Regions from separate parts of the Triticum aestivum genome. Here region 1 is linked to region 2. The links are chromatin contacts, called in public Hi-C maps. All regions are on one chromosome and are shown on one strand. Each heading gives the region's core, a stretch centred on a gene start, on an enhancer-like site or on the middle of the called end of the contact. The rest is flanking DNA. Distances are from core to core; before and after follow the strand shown. Region 1 holds the start of LOC123078480. Region 2 holds the start of LOC123078478 (protein arginine methyltransferase NDUFAF7 homolog, mitochondrial).

Region 1 (7,522 bases), core at 984-3,483, 440 kb before region 2:
AGTATGAACCCAGCCAATGCAGACAACCAAATACAAGGCCTAGAATGGGAGCTGCGATGCACGAAATCAGTTTGCAAGCAACCAAACAACGTGCAGATGCTAGTTTTTTTGCCTGCATTTACTCAACCAGACCCAACTGGAACAAATATGCAAACTGCCAAATAATGAGTGCGCGCATATGTCTCCCTTATAGCAAGATGTAGGTTGCGTTCGCGTCATGCCACTGCCTCGGTTTTTTTCTTCCGTTGCTTCACCCCTTTCTAAACTTCCAATTATTCTAAATACATATATTACAAAAAACACTTTACATAAAAGCATTTTATAAAAAGGTTAACCAAGCATTTGAAAAATGTTAAATATGTATAGAGGAAATGTTTCTCATGTATATGAAAATGCATACAAACAATATACAATGTGTACGAAAATGTTGATCACGTAGTTTTTTAATCAAGCATTTGAAAAAAATGTTAATTAAGCATTTCAAATATGTTAAATGTGTATAGATTTTTTTGTCATGTATACGGAAAATATATACAAAACAAAAACAATGTGTATGAAATAATGTTGATCATGTGTTTAAAAATGTTACATTTGTATAAGAAAATGATTCTCTTGTATATGAGAAATTTATAAAACATATACAATGTGTATGAAAAATGTTGATCACATATTTACAAAATCTATACCAAAGGTATACAATGTGTATGAAAAATGTTGACCGCGCATTTAAAAATGGTTAGTCAAGCATTTGAAAAAATGTTAATCAAGAATTTGAAAACTGTAATCAAGTATTTTAACAAATTTAGTTGTGTATATAAAAAATGTTTGTCATGTATATGAAAAATATATAGAAAACAAATACAGTGTGTATAAAAATGTTGGCCATTTGCTAAAAAAATGTTAAATGTGTATAAAAAATGTTCCCGGAGTATGGAAAAAATTTAAATTGTGTGAGAAAAAATGTTTATTGCCATTAAAAAAATGTTCACCGTGTATTTAAAAATGTTAACCATGTATTCAAAAAATGTTAATCTTATATTTACAAAATGTTGAATGCATATATAAAAATGTATTACATATATACCACAAATTTATAATGTATATGAAAAATATTAGTTTTCAAAAAATATTAATCATATATTTTAATAATTTCAATCGTGTGTATAAAATATGTTTCTAATGTATACAAAAAATGCAGAATGTGTACTAAAAAATGTTGGCATGTGTTAAAAACCCTGACGAAAGTAAAAAACAAAGAAACCCAAAATAAGAAAAATGAAAACTGAAGAAAACCAATGCAAAAGAATTAAAGTAATGAAAACCAAGAAAAAAAGAGAGAAAACATAGAAAGCCGATGAAAACTAAGAAAGAAAGAAAACCGAAGATAAACAGGAAAGGAAAAAATACAAATGAAAATAGAGAAAGAATAAAAACCAAAAAGAAAATAAAAAACCAGTTAAAACCAGGAATAAAACAAAAATAAAAAACAAAGAAAATAAAAAAAACTTTGAAGAAACAAAATAACCAAAAGAAAATGCAAATAGAAATGAAAAAGAAAACAAACAGGCAAAGAAAACCAATGAAAAAACAAAAAGAAACCAAAAGAAAGAACAAAAAGGAAAACCAAAAAGAAAGAAACTATGCAAAACAGTGAAAAACAACGCCCATACGGAGTCCACCCAGTACTTTAGCGATTTGAGGAAGCTTCAGGCGAGGCCATGTTACATTTCTCGGTAAGCGAGATATAACCATGACGCAAAAACAATCCAGGCAACCAAATAAGTACATAGGCTACGGACCTCCTCTGTGCTATCACACACTTGCCAAATTGCTTATATTTTTCCTCCCAAACACCATCGCCACACTCTTCCACGTCGTGACCCTGTAAACCCTATATGTGCATCCTCCTATACTCCTAGTGCCTGTTCGGAAGCTCTCTAGTCTCGAAACTCTGTTCCGCGTGTGGAGCTCGGTTTGAGCCAATCCCTGCAATTGTGTTGCTGCTCCCTTCGCTCCGGGAGCTGCAGTTGTGGAGCGGAGAGGATCTGAATAGGGCCTTATTCTATTGTAATGGACTACTCCTGGTTTTTGCTTCCCCCTCATCGATTGCAACTTTTGTTTTTTAGTTTTTTTAAGAAATACTTTTGTTTTTTGATAGATTTTTTTTAGCATCTGTTTTTTGATAGATGATCTCGATTGCAATTTGCTTTCTCTAAATTATGTCTCAGGCACGTGGGCGGGGCTGGGATGGCCCAACGTTCCGAGGCCCAGCTGGTAGCACTCTTTACCGTCGAGGAGCAGGCAAAATCGTCAATCCTGGGCGCTGTCTGTCATCTTCGTCTCCGGCGTTTCTCAAAAAATAAAATAAAAAAATTCTTCGTCTCCGGCGAGCAAATCGGCGACTAAGAAGGGGCAGGATGGGCTACCTATGGCGGGTGCGGCTCTCGTCGTTCGCGGCCGGTGCATCGACGGCTTCAGCGGTGGGGTTCTTGCTCCTTTACAAAGACCACCTCCTGGCCCGCGCCGCCATCGCCCGACAGGTGAGCCCCCGCACCCGCACCCGCACCCGCATCGCCTTTTAGCCGGCTCCTTTTGCGATTATATCGACTGATCTAGTTAATCAACATAATTTGTTTTGCGCAAATCGGTAAAGCGTCCGATTTGATGTAGCCATTTCTTTACGGTTAGATATAGACAATTTTGCCGGCTCCCTATAATCTCTGATGTATCGTGATCTTGTCTGGATGCGATGTTGCTGGTTAATCAAATTATCTGGTGTTAAATTCTTTCGCCTCGTTGTATCAGAACTCCATTTCCTAATTGAAATCACTGAACGAATAACGGTCTCATGGAGGTAGATGCGAATCGAGGATGATTTGTTATAGCCCGCGGAAAATTACTCTTAATAAAACTACTGTGATTGTTATGGAAAGGATGGTGTAGTGTAACTCCATTCTTGCTTCTGATTTACCTGGGTGCTTCTGATTTATGTTCTCAGCTAGGAATTTTTATGTACTGATGACTTTGCATATACTCCCCCCGTTCACAAATATAAGATGTTCTAACTTTTTTTCTGAATTGGATGTATACAGACACGTTTTAGTGTGTTTGTTCACTCATTTCAATCCGTATGTAGTCCATATTGAAATATCCAAAACATCTTATATTTGTGAACGGAGGGAGTATTTGTCACGTATTTGTAAGGTAATCCCAAAAGATGAGAAGAGTCAGTTTTAGACTTCAGTTTCTCCATGTCATCTGGTAGACTAGTATCGAGAATAAAATAACTCGTACAATAGGGTGCGTCTGAAGCTGATTGTATACAAAGAGTTTGCATTAAATGTGATGGCGTGAAAAGACAATAAGGCCGACTCTTAAGATTTTATTGACTAAGAGCATCTCCAACAACAACAACAACAACAACAACAACAACAACAAAGCCTTTAGTCCCAAACAAGTTGGGGTACGCTTAAGAGCATCTCCAACAGATGCCCAAAAATTCCGTGCCCTAAAAATGGTTTTAGGTGACGAATTAGAAGGTTTTGGGGCACCATAAAAGGTTTTGCTTTTCCAGCAGCCCTAAAACTGGTGCCCTAAATTTTGAGAGCCACATGGAACATGACAATCCGACGGCGTGGATGCCTGGAGGCAGATCCGATGGCGGGGTAGCATGGGGACGGCAGCGGTAACTCGGGGACAGCGGCGCGGTGCTCGGGGATGGCGGCGTGGTGCTTGGGGACGACGATGGGAGCTTGGGGTGGGCGGCGGGGTCAGATCCGATGGTGTGGAGCGCAGTCAGATGGCCGAAATTGGGCGGAACAGGTCGACGGTGGCGGTCGTGGGGGTCGCGGTGGTGGTGGAGGCGGCTGGCATGGAGATGGGGGTGAGGCGGCGCGGCAAGGGTGAATGTTCGCTTCGGGTGGTTGGGTTCTCTCCACATCGTTTTTTTTTTGCTTGTAGGGCAGCAGCTTATACTTGCATCACTTGTAGCAAAATTTTGGGCATGATGTAAATTTTTTGGGGGCATCATATAGTAGGGCATCTGTTGGAGGCGTTTTTTTGGCTCCAAATGCCCCAAACGGCAGTTTTATGGGCATGGTTACTATTTTAGGGCATATGTTGTAGATGCTCTAAGAGTGGTTCTATTCTCTCTCATCCAAACCAGCAATTGTCCATCTGGCAGGATGAAGATTCAGCTGATGTCATAACCTATTTGTCGTGTCTAATTTGTTAAAAAAATACAAATGATAGTGACTGGGTGTAAACTATTTATCACCCATTCATCGTGTGGGAGATAGCATGCCAGTCTCGGTATGGTTTGCAGGTTTAGTGGTGATTGTGGTACTTGATATCATGTATTAGACCATTGAACTAGCTGCTAAGGGTAATGAGGCTTTCTTCACAACTTCACATCCATTATACCCTGATGCATTTTGTTAGTTTGCCAACTTATTGTATGGGATGCAATGAACTACCAACAAGCTCTTCTCAAAGAGGTTCAATGGAAAGAGGCTCCTGTGGTTTGAGTAATTGCAGCCGAACCTGGATATATTGTGCGCCCTTACTTTTCCAACCGGGATTGACATTCAAATAAGTAAATTGATCATGTCATTCATGATTTGTAAACTTTCTTCTCTTATGGGGTAGTTTTGATCCTTGTGATGTTTCTGCTTTTTTTGCGAATTTAGATGTTGCAACTATGTGATGAATTAGCTATTATACCTATCTTGTGGTTTGTGATAATGGAAAATTGAGCATTATGATATAGTACCCTGCCCATGAGACAGGACATCTTAAAATTTATGAAGTTGAAAGGCAGCACACCTTGCTACCTTGGCATGCATCTGAATATTTGCTAAGTTTTGATGTGCTTACTTCCAGGTGGAGGATGTCAAAAGAATTTCTGAAAAGCACTATGAAGCACTGAATCATCAGATCTCAGCTCTGGAAAACAGAAAAGAATCAGGAACTAATAAAGAGGCATCAGATTAATTATGCACGTTGGTTGTGTACAATGGTTAAACAACTGCCAATGTAATTTGTGGTTGCTGCATGCGTATTACTGCAGCATTTAAGCTGTAGTACCATTTTGTTGTTCAAATTGCTATGAATCCTCATTGTCATCTTCATGGCTTTGTGAGATGGACAGAGACCAATAAGAAACAATTTTGTCGTTAATGAGTCAGCCTATCTCATTGTTATGTTTGTGATCTGTCTTCCATCAATATGTTCGCAATCGATATAGCAAGTTTATATACACAATTACTAGTCTGTGTGTTGAGCATTTTATCAGCTTTCCTGTGAATTTTATACAATATATTACCTTTGCATTTTGTAATGTTAAAAAAAAATCTCAATCTGATATATGAACTTCTTGTGCAAATGTTTATTTGATCTGACAGGTGAGATTGTATCTTTAAACTATTGGTTCAGATCATATGAAGGAAATCATGTCTTGTTGTTTGTTACCAATTACTCCTTCTGTCCCATAATATAAGATTGTTTTCCAAGCTATGTTAGGCTTGTAAACGATATTATTTTGCGGGACGGAGTGAGTATTATTTATTAAATCCTGTCGTGCTGTTCAGTTTTTTAGTAGCGGCTGAGTGAATTTGGTTTGTGAGGCCATTGCATGATGGCGAGGGTCAGCCAAGAACATGTCGTCATTGGCAGACCATTTTGGAGGATGACAGTGGTTTCCTGGCATTCTTGGGAGTCTGTCAACGTCTTCGAGGCCTGGTGTTTTTGTTAGCATAGTGGACTATCCAGGCAAAAAATTCTCAGCCTGTGCAATGTCACACCCTTCCATTTGCAGGTGTGGTTGAATATAAGTCTCCCTCTTACCATATCAGCTCTGGATAGGGTATGAGTACTCACCAATTCATGCTTCCACGACTCCACGTTCTACGCCATGTAAAGGCGTAATTTTCAACCATCTATTGATGGAGAATGAGAAATTAGTATTGCATATACTCATATGAAGAGAGTGGAAACTAATAACACGAGCCATTGGTAATTATATTGTTGGTTGGATGTGCTGGTGTCATCATATTAGGTTGAGCCGGCGAAAGGTAGTTAATGTGGCGGCAACCGGGAATGGTGAAGATAGGGGCGGTGTGGAGGCAAACTAAGGTGTCCGATGGGGGTGAGTGTGCTGGCAACAGGGAAGGGGAAAGACAGGGCGAATGTGGTGGCACCAGCGAAGGGCGAGATGGTTGTTCATATAGTTGCGAATGGGTGGATGCGACAGTCATAAGAATGACAACCCCATTAATCGTGTTGCACGCGGAAGAAGAGGTTGAGCTAAGACTTCTCTCCCGCACGAGTAGTTGCGGGTGAAGGCCACTCCATATCAAACCATGGACGACGACCGGCAGTGCGTTGCGCTGTAACCTGCACTCTGAACGTGCACAATATTATTTTCATGAAAAATGTTCATCTTTACACAAATGTTCATTTTTAGTCGCGGAGTACATTTCAAGGTAGGATTAAACACAGGAATAGAAAAACTCTTGATTGGAATGCCATGCCCATTAAAATTATGCAAAACTTGAGTTTGTTCGATCGCATCACAGAAGAATAAAAGGTGTTTTTCAAGAGGTTTGAATGAATGATAGATTTTCATAAGGTTTGATCCCTTATGAAAAGTTTCTACGAGTTTCAATCCTACAAATAAAATGGACAAGCTAAGAATATATCTAAAGATTATGACCGTTAAAAAATCCTAAATTAAAGAAGCCTTAGGTTTAGGATAATGATCCATTCAAGTTATGAACCGATAAGGTTACGAAGGAGGCGTACCGGAGGATATAATAAAGGGGAAGGTCCGTGCAGAGTTGCTGTGACTGATCTGGCCCTGCTAAGACCAGTCAACTCGAGTAATCAGGCAGTTAAATCCCCCTTATCATAGGCGTAAGGCATAGGCATTATATAGGTACGCATTCAACCCTCCACCCTACGCAAAGGCTATGCTCCGCTTCTCACTTTCCATGTGTGCGATTTCTGACTGACGCAGGACCACTCCTACGTTGCGTATACGTACGGAACGGGACGCCAACATGAGACAACCATACAGTGAACGAACATAGTAGCAGTAGGTTACTGTTGGATCTAATTTTACTCCTTATTTACTCCAACAAGATAGGATCGCAGGAGTAGTCGAGCGGAGGTGATTTGCTTCGGAAGAGTCGAGCGGAGTGACATCTCTCGGCAGTTCCCAAAGCAAATCTCATGATTACATACTGTGCTTGTGGCCGGCCGGCCCCCACCTTCTTGGAACTACGCACGCCCCGAGCTGCACCTGCACTGCAGCGTGCTGGATTCAATGCGGAGAAGATCAAATCTTCTTTGGTGCAGAAAAGATCAAAAGAGTGTTCCTCCTTCATTCCTTCCACTCCAATCCATCTCAGTTACTACTACTACTAATTTCTTCTCTGACGCAAATAGAGTACTTTACTACTGGTAGTATCATGCATGGTCAGAGTAACCGTGGTCGTTTTGATACTTAATTGCGTGTACGTGA
Region 2 (7,492 bases), core at 753-3,252:
TTGCAGAAGAACACTAAGGCAGTCCAACAGAGAGATTACAAGCATCAGAAGCTAAAATGTTTAAGCATCGACATACACCAAATATCTAAGCCAGCAAGCAAATAAGCAATGGCAGCATAGGTGCTTGAAGATCATCCAACTAATTGGCAACATCATTAGCAAGTTGAGGATAATATATATTGTGCGATTGTGTCGCTTTCAAAAGGAAATCAACGATAGATCCGTCTATTTTTGGTCCATGTCATTATGTACTTTAGCACATTCTTTACCACAACAAATGAATCAGACCATACTAATTCCACAAATCTCATGGTATGGTTAAAAGATGAATGACAGTATAAGAGTTTATCATACAAGTGCCTAGATGATATCCACAGTTATACCATAGAGGTTAAGTACTTAGAAACATGAAATTTGTAGCTGAAAGAGCCCCTTACATCCTGAAGGAACCTGTACGAGGGAGGCGTGCCAATAAACAGGGGCTCCAGAAAGCTTGCTAACTGTCCTTTTTTCATCACCAACAGATTCATCTTCACATTTCAGAGTATTGTACTGCACCTTTTGCAATGTAGGGCTACATTCTACCAAGTTAATGTTGAGCGCCTTAGTGAAATTAACAAACTTTGCTGAGCCCTATTGAAATGGACATATGCATTAAGAAACAGGACAGTAGAAGTTCGACAAAGGAGAGACACAAGCAAGAAAACCATACACGAAGTAAATCTGCCAAGAGAGTTCCTCGTCCTGGGCCAAGCTCAATCAAATTCACCTTCTCTGGTTTCCCCATTTGCTCCCACAGACACATCGCCCACACACCAATCAGCTGAGGCAAAGCAGCAAAACATTATTTACTCTTATCTCATAAGCCATAGCATAACATCAACCAATCGAGTAAATCAACCACTGGTCAAATTAAATTCACCATACGAATATAAAACACTTAATACGATTCTGAATACCATATTTCCAATAATACTATAGTGGTGCAGCAAAAATGATGTGCAATGGAAGTGCACAAACATAAAAAATTACAATGCCTCACAACCATTCATAAATATCACGTGGTGTATCGTTGCATTGTTATACATGAAACAGATGGTCCATCTCTCTGCCATCACTGAATTTCCAAGTGTGGCACATTACATGATTCTAATACATGTACTCGCAAAAAAAAAGAAGATTCTAATACCTGAATGCTGGAAGACAAACAGCTAGGGAGCACCACTTACCTCTCCAAACATCTGGCTGACCTCTGGTGAGGTGATGAAATCCCCAGACTCCCCAAACACATCGCGATTCATGTAGTACCCAGACTGTGGGTTTGTAAGCACCTCCTCCATGTACTCAGCTATGCTGATCGGCCCACTCCGGAACTAACCTTCCAGTGACAACCGAATCACATTTCCACATTGCAAGCAATGGAGATTAAAGACTAATAATGGAGGGGGGGACCATCGATACCTTTATGATGCTCTTAAGGTGCTTGACAAGGTCAGAGTCCGACGACGGCTCGTGAGAGTGCTCTGCCGCATAGACCAAATGTGCATAATAAGAAACACTAAACCCCCAATGTGCATGCGCGTAGCATGTGAAAAAATGTGAATGTGTATGAAAGTAAGAGGGGTGCAACCTGGGGGGCTGTATAGACCGGCGCGGTCCACAGAAATGCTGAGCCTGGCGCCGGAATCGCTTGATGATCCCTGGAGCTTGTCATCCTCCGCCTCATCGTCGCGGGCACCGACGGAGGACGGTGGCGGCGGGGACGTCGGCGTGGACGAGAAGCGCGCGAGGAAGGAGGAGGAGGAGGATATGTAAGGAGGGAGGCTCTGACGCGTGGATGAGCCGGCTCCCCCACTGCAGCCGGTGAGGCGAGGGGCCAGGCGGCGGAGCAGAGCGGCGGCTGGGCTCCGAAGCATCTCGACGGCGAGACAGAGGGAGTAGCTGAAGTGCTGGTGGGTTGGGCCAGAGAGGGGGTAGGACGACGACGGGTTTCACTCGAAAGCCCAATGAGCCTGGCCGGGCTAGCACTTTTTGATTACCCTATATCCCTCAAAAGAAAACATGAAAAACTAACGCCCACACATGTGGCCGTTTGTACATCGTCCACGCGCCTTCATCACCATTTATTTTGCCACGTATGAACAGGTGACATCAACAGAATTTTTTTTGGTTTTCAGCTTAAAAATATTTTATCTCCTAATTAAAAAAACGAATTAAAAATCCATTTTCACCATTAAATCTGACTCGACGAGATCTTCAAAACTAGACCCTATGTTGATATGTTTCGACGAAAAAAATTTGCCCAAAAATTGCCATGATGTTTACACTGTAGTTGCCATAGTGCTTAAACTAAAGTTGCCATATGGCAAATTTAGTTTGTAGATCATGGCAAATTTAGTTTTTTGATGATGGCAATTCCAGTACTTTGATCATGAAAATATTTTTTTATATGAACCATGGCAATTTTAAGTGCATGTATCATGGCAATTTTAGTTTATGGTGCATGGCAAGTCTAGTTTCTTAATTCCCAATTTTATAATATGTCAAAATTACTTTTAAATGTAGAAGAAAATAGCTGAAACATATCACGGCGACTTCAGTGTAAACATCATGGCAATTCATGTGCAATAGATACGGCAATTTTTAACAAAAAAAAATCGTCGAAATATATTAATATGAGATCTAGTTTCGAAGATCTCGTCGCGAGGCATTTAATGGTGAAAACGGATCTTCAGTCGGATTTTTCATTTAAGAGTTAAAACATTTTAAAACCAGAAATCCAAAAAGATTTCCAAATGCATGCATGCGATGACATGAAGTAGTCCATGTGTTATAGAGTGTGTGGGCGGATTTGGCTCCCACCACACGTGTGGGCGTTAGCGTTGTCCAAAGAAAAAATTGATTACCCTATGGCTGCTGCTAGGCGCAACCGTGAGTCGACCGAACGAGCGCCTGGCCGGTCGCCTCCATGCCATCACATTAGGATAAGGGTAATCTTTTTTTAACATAGTACACAATACAAACGTAAGTGCTCATATATATACATACGTACATACACTCACCTATATGAACGCACACACGCATATCCTATCTCTATGAGTACCTCCAAGAGACTGAACCGGTATATCATCTTGAGATTTTAAGAAGTCACCGTAGGCGCCTCGTAGTCGACGAAAACGTCTCCTCCCACTAAATGCACATCGCAAAAAATCCTAAAATAAATCCAGGATAAATGCGAGCACCAGGATTTGAACCTCGATGGGCTACCACTGTCCTTCTAACCATCAAACCACAAGACCGTTGAAACGTGTAGCATGATTGGTTTGCTACCAATATTTGATACGCCAAATGTTGGCATTGCCTAATATTGACAATACCAAGACTTGCCAAAAATTAGCAACTTTATGTGAGATAGGCAAGACAACTTGGTAACCGACCAATAAGTAGCCAATATTTGGCACAATACTAAACATTGGTATGCCCATTTTTGGCACCAAACCAATTATGCTCGTGCCCCCTCGTGTTGTCTTCATCTTACACCCTCCCTGCCAGGCGCAGCTAACCCTCCATCCACGCACGAGCGGAGGCAATCGCCTCGCGCAGCTTGCGTTTGGCAGGGTCACAGCTCACGCCGGTTGCAGCATAACGGCCCTCTGGTCGTCGTTGCAAGCACATGTTGCCATGTCTCGTATCCTCGTACTCATATTGATGTGTCAGTGTCGCCGTATCGGTGCGTCATAGATAAAAATATAGGGTTGATGTTCCTTCCGATCAAGCAGCGAAGCAGATGCTCATCCAATGCGCCCCGTCCATCCTCTGAGAAGAGTCCCTTCACTGCAGGACACGGATGAGTGATTAATGTTATGGTTTGACATGTCCAAACACACGAGTTGGATGGGGCGCTGGTGCCTCAACTCACCGGGTCTGGGACGAAGCATTGTGCCTTCCTGCTCCACCCGATGAGCTCGGTGTTTGCGGTGCGTCACGATGACGAGCGTCGGCTCATGCTCGGCTCGGCTCCTCACAATGCCCTCTCTACCAGCAGCCTCTACTAGCAGCATGGACGCTCTTGTGCGGCTCGGCGGGGTGCGCTGCCGAGGATCTAATTCTACGGTTGGCCGCTCGTGCTCGCCCGCATCCACACAAGAAACCCTGCTATGGAAGACGATCATCGAGGCTTGACCCCCAAGCTGGTGGACCACTTTGTATTTGGTTGCCCGTTTGCCGGCGCGATTGTGGGGTCAGACTTCTGTTTGCAATCTGCACCTCTTTGATGTCTCATTGATGGAAGCACCGAAATGCCGTCGTCTTTAAAGGGCGTGCCCCCTCCCTCTCCTCAAGTGTCGTAGCGAGGATGCGTGTTGTGGCGTGGGAGGCTGCCGACGGATCAGCGTTGCCATGTATAGTAGAACAGTTGGCTTCGTGCCTTGCTGCTCCTCCGTCGGTTTGGGGTGACTGTTGGTGCTCTCTGCCTCTCTCTGCTGCCCCTGTGATGCAATCTCTGATGTCGAAGAAAAAAATTGCACAGAAAAATCGACTCGCGGTCATAGGACGAAGACATTAATAGAGATGGTAGTGATGCATCCATAATCTCAATTTCAAAAAAAATAATAAAAAAATCAATTTTGAAACAAAATCTGAATTTGTTAATGTTACAAATTTATCCCAAACACAACTCTATCTGGAGTCTAAACTATTACTGTAGTTGCCATAGGTTTCAACACGGCGGACTTACAGTTGGCAGCAGAGATTTTGCGAGAGAAGACAATTTACAGACTTAGACCAACACATCCGTGTTAGTCCATTACTAGCGTTCAGAGTTGTAACCGCCTCCTAGGAGGCTTGTAACCATAACCCCCCCCCCCCCCCCCCCCACCCACCCCCTTCAAAGCAATGAAACCCAAGCTCTCTTGCGTTTTCTCGAAAAAAACTAACACATCCGTGTTCCAGGGGTTTGCCTTGTCTTCAGTCATCACTTTCATCGCTATCATCATACTGGCAGAGGGACTGAAGAACATTGGTCTTCTCTACTGAAGCTTCATTTTTGTTCTCAGCAGCCGGTGCTTTGCCGTTATCTTGGACGGCATCAGTTTCCGTCTTCTGTTTCTTCTGAGGATTTGCACCAGCGGGCTTTGGTTTTACTATGAATTTGGGCATCTTAGATGCCAAGCTCTTGTTTCCTGTAGAGCAATGTTTAAATGTAAGCAACACATTTGTTTTCAAAATGAAACACTGTTTGATCACATAAAAAGAAAATAGCACAAGTAAAAATAGAGGCAAATAGCGACATAAAACAAGGTTGACATTGGTAATCCATGATAAAATATAGCGATGGCCAAAATAGGCTGCGTGATACGTGAAACAGGATCAAGGTCAGCGCATAAGCATTGAAATAGCAAGTTCTAAAATATGGAATTCTCGGATTCTGCATGTGCCCTTAACAATATTAGTGATACAGTGAAAAAACAAGGTGAACGCATATGAGTGTCTACCTTCTTTGTTGGCACTCTCAGGTCCATTAGCTTTGGTCAAGACATCTGTTGGGTTCGTCATTGATTCAGAAGATTCATTAATCTACATAAAAAGTAGGAACTATCAGCTCACTAAACAAACGAGTTCAAGAGACGTCGAACTGAAAACTGCAAATACATGAACATACTCATGGCAAGGAGAGAAGTAATATCCTCCACATAGAAAAACTGCATAATATCTTCCATAGAAATTGCTACAATGACTCGATGAGGGCTACTCCAGAAGACCATAACACCATTAGATTTATGACAATGTTTGATATAAGTTCTATACTACACGTTGCTCAATGACCAGCATTTACTCTTGTAAAAGGATTTGAGCTCGAAATGTCTTCCTCCGTTAATCTCAACTGTTGCTATATCTAATGCAAACTGAAAGCATCCTAGAGAAACTACAACAAACACTTCACAGAAGACGATAATTTTGGTAATTTCAAATTCAGTCATTAGCTAGCTTACACTTTGAACAAATCTATATAAAAGCAGCATATTTACAGCTTACTTATCAAGAAGAGGAATCTCAAACTGTTTCAAATAGAATAAGTGCGCACAAATGATAAATGGCATGTTTTGATGTTGTACCTGATGGCTGCTTTATCAGGTCAGCTAGTTTCGAAATAACAAATTAAACTCAAGCTAATGGTCTACAGTGATCTTTCAACAATCGATACTTAAGGCCACAGAACATACAATATGAAATAGAAACAGAAAAGAAAAGGAAGAAAAAAAAAAGTGAGACAAGTACCTTTGACGTGACACTTGACTGTCCTGGTATACCAAAATTGTCATCATCGTCGTCATCATCGTCTTCGATCCGTTTAACATAATCTTTCGAGTTCTGCAATAACCAACAGTATGACAGGGTAAGAAAAAAATTCAAATACAAGTTTGCACATGCAGGTACATATGAAAGTTGACATAGAGGATTACTCTGAAAGTGATTGATTTGATGAGTTCTTCGTCTTCTTCATCTAATTCTGCTACTGTTTTTCCCTCCTGTAACCACACACAAAATGGCCAATATTAAAGAAAAGATTTTAAGAAAATGATGCCACAGGACCACCATGCCATAAGCAAAATAACCTACATATTACCCAAATGTGAAACGCTACACGTGAAACTTTTATCAATTATACAGAAAACAAAGTTTGTGAGATCTTGCCTTTTGATGAGCGGAATGCTTCAAAATTTCAAGCATCTGGTCAACGGAGACTCCAGCATGTCTAGACTGTAAGCAGCACAATAAAACGATGTCAGTAGTCAGTAAAGTCAAAATTTCATGTGCATGTACAAGTACAGGTTAACTGAACTTAAGAGATTGGCAAGATGCCCAGATCATACCTTCATCGACCGCATCTCTTCTAAAGCAGCAAGTATGTCCATGTCTTGCTTTGAATCCATTGCTCTGTTCTCCAGTGCTCTCATTGCATCACCCATCTCCTCCGCTTCTCGCTTCCTCTTCTCTTTATCCACAACCTGAACAATTGAAAATAAATCACTATGATTAAATGGAAGCTCAAGCTGGTCAAAAGATAAAAGCTGCGCTCAGAATTTGCCCTATATCACTCACCTCATCCTCTTCACGCCAAGGTTCAAAATTACGACTAGCCCCAGATTCTACCGTGTAGTCTGAATTCTGAGGGTCTGTTTTGAAGGTAATCTCAGCTGAGCACCTAGTACACTTGAAGTAAAATCTAAATATTTGTATGCCCAAGTAAGTCTGCACATAGAGAAAAATAATCACATTAGCATGGATTTCAATTGTATCAATATCAATAAAGAAAATAAGCATCGCCGATATGGAGATACAATTCAATAATTCCATGCCTTGGATAACATGATAGAAGATTATGCTTCCCCGTATAGTGATGAACCCCGGATTCCAGTAATGGTTGTAAATTCGATTCGACACTCTCGGAATAACAGTTAAACTGCATTATAGCAATAATATAGTGCAGGGC

Evidence for each region. Hi-C and Micro-C count contacts between places; a contact is called where the count stands out from the background.
Region 1: a contact with region 2 is called in a Hi-C map of leaf, with 2.6 times the contacts expected there. The contact joins the promoter of LOC123078480 here to the promoter of LOC123078478 in region 2. A contact is called at or near these places in 3 of 5 Hi-C or Micro-C datasets (all in leaf) and 1 of 1 datasets of contacts at active chromatin or transcription factors (leaf).

Annotation. Positions count from the first base shown.
Region 1 is chr3D:289,941,324-289,948,845 of IWGSC CS RefSeq v2.1, reverse strand. LOC123078480 reads left to right here and starts at 2,233. Exons shown (of 2, transcript XM_044501006.1): 1 at 2,233-2,540; 2 at 4,882-5,178. The coding sequence starts at 2,418. The coding sequence ends at 4,992.
Region 2 is chr3D:289,496,899-289,504,390 of IWGSC CS RefSeq v2.1, reverse strand. It overlaps LOC123078478 (protein arginine methyltransferase NDUFAF7 homolog, mitochondrial), which reads right to left and starts at 2,002. Exons shown (of 10, transcript XM_044501003.1): 1 at 1,631-2,002; 2 at 1,462-1,523; 3 at 1,230-1,373; 4 at 713-823; 5 at 438-633. The coding sequence starts at 1,916. It overlaps LOC123078477 (splicing factor YJU2), which reads right to left. Exons shown (of 8, transcript XM_044501002.1): 2 at 7,102-7,251; 3 at 6,873-7,007; 4 at 6,694-6,759; 5 at 6,462-6,527; 6 at 6,277-6,369; 7 at 5,493-5,574; 8 at 4,577-5,180. The coding sequence ends at 4,966.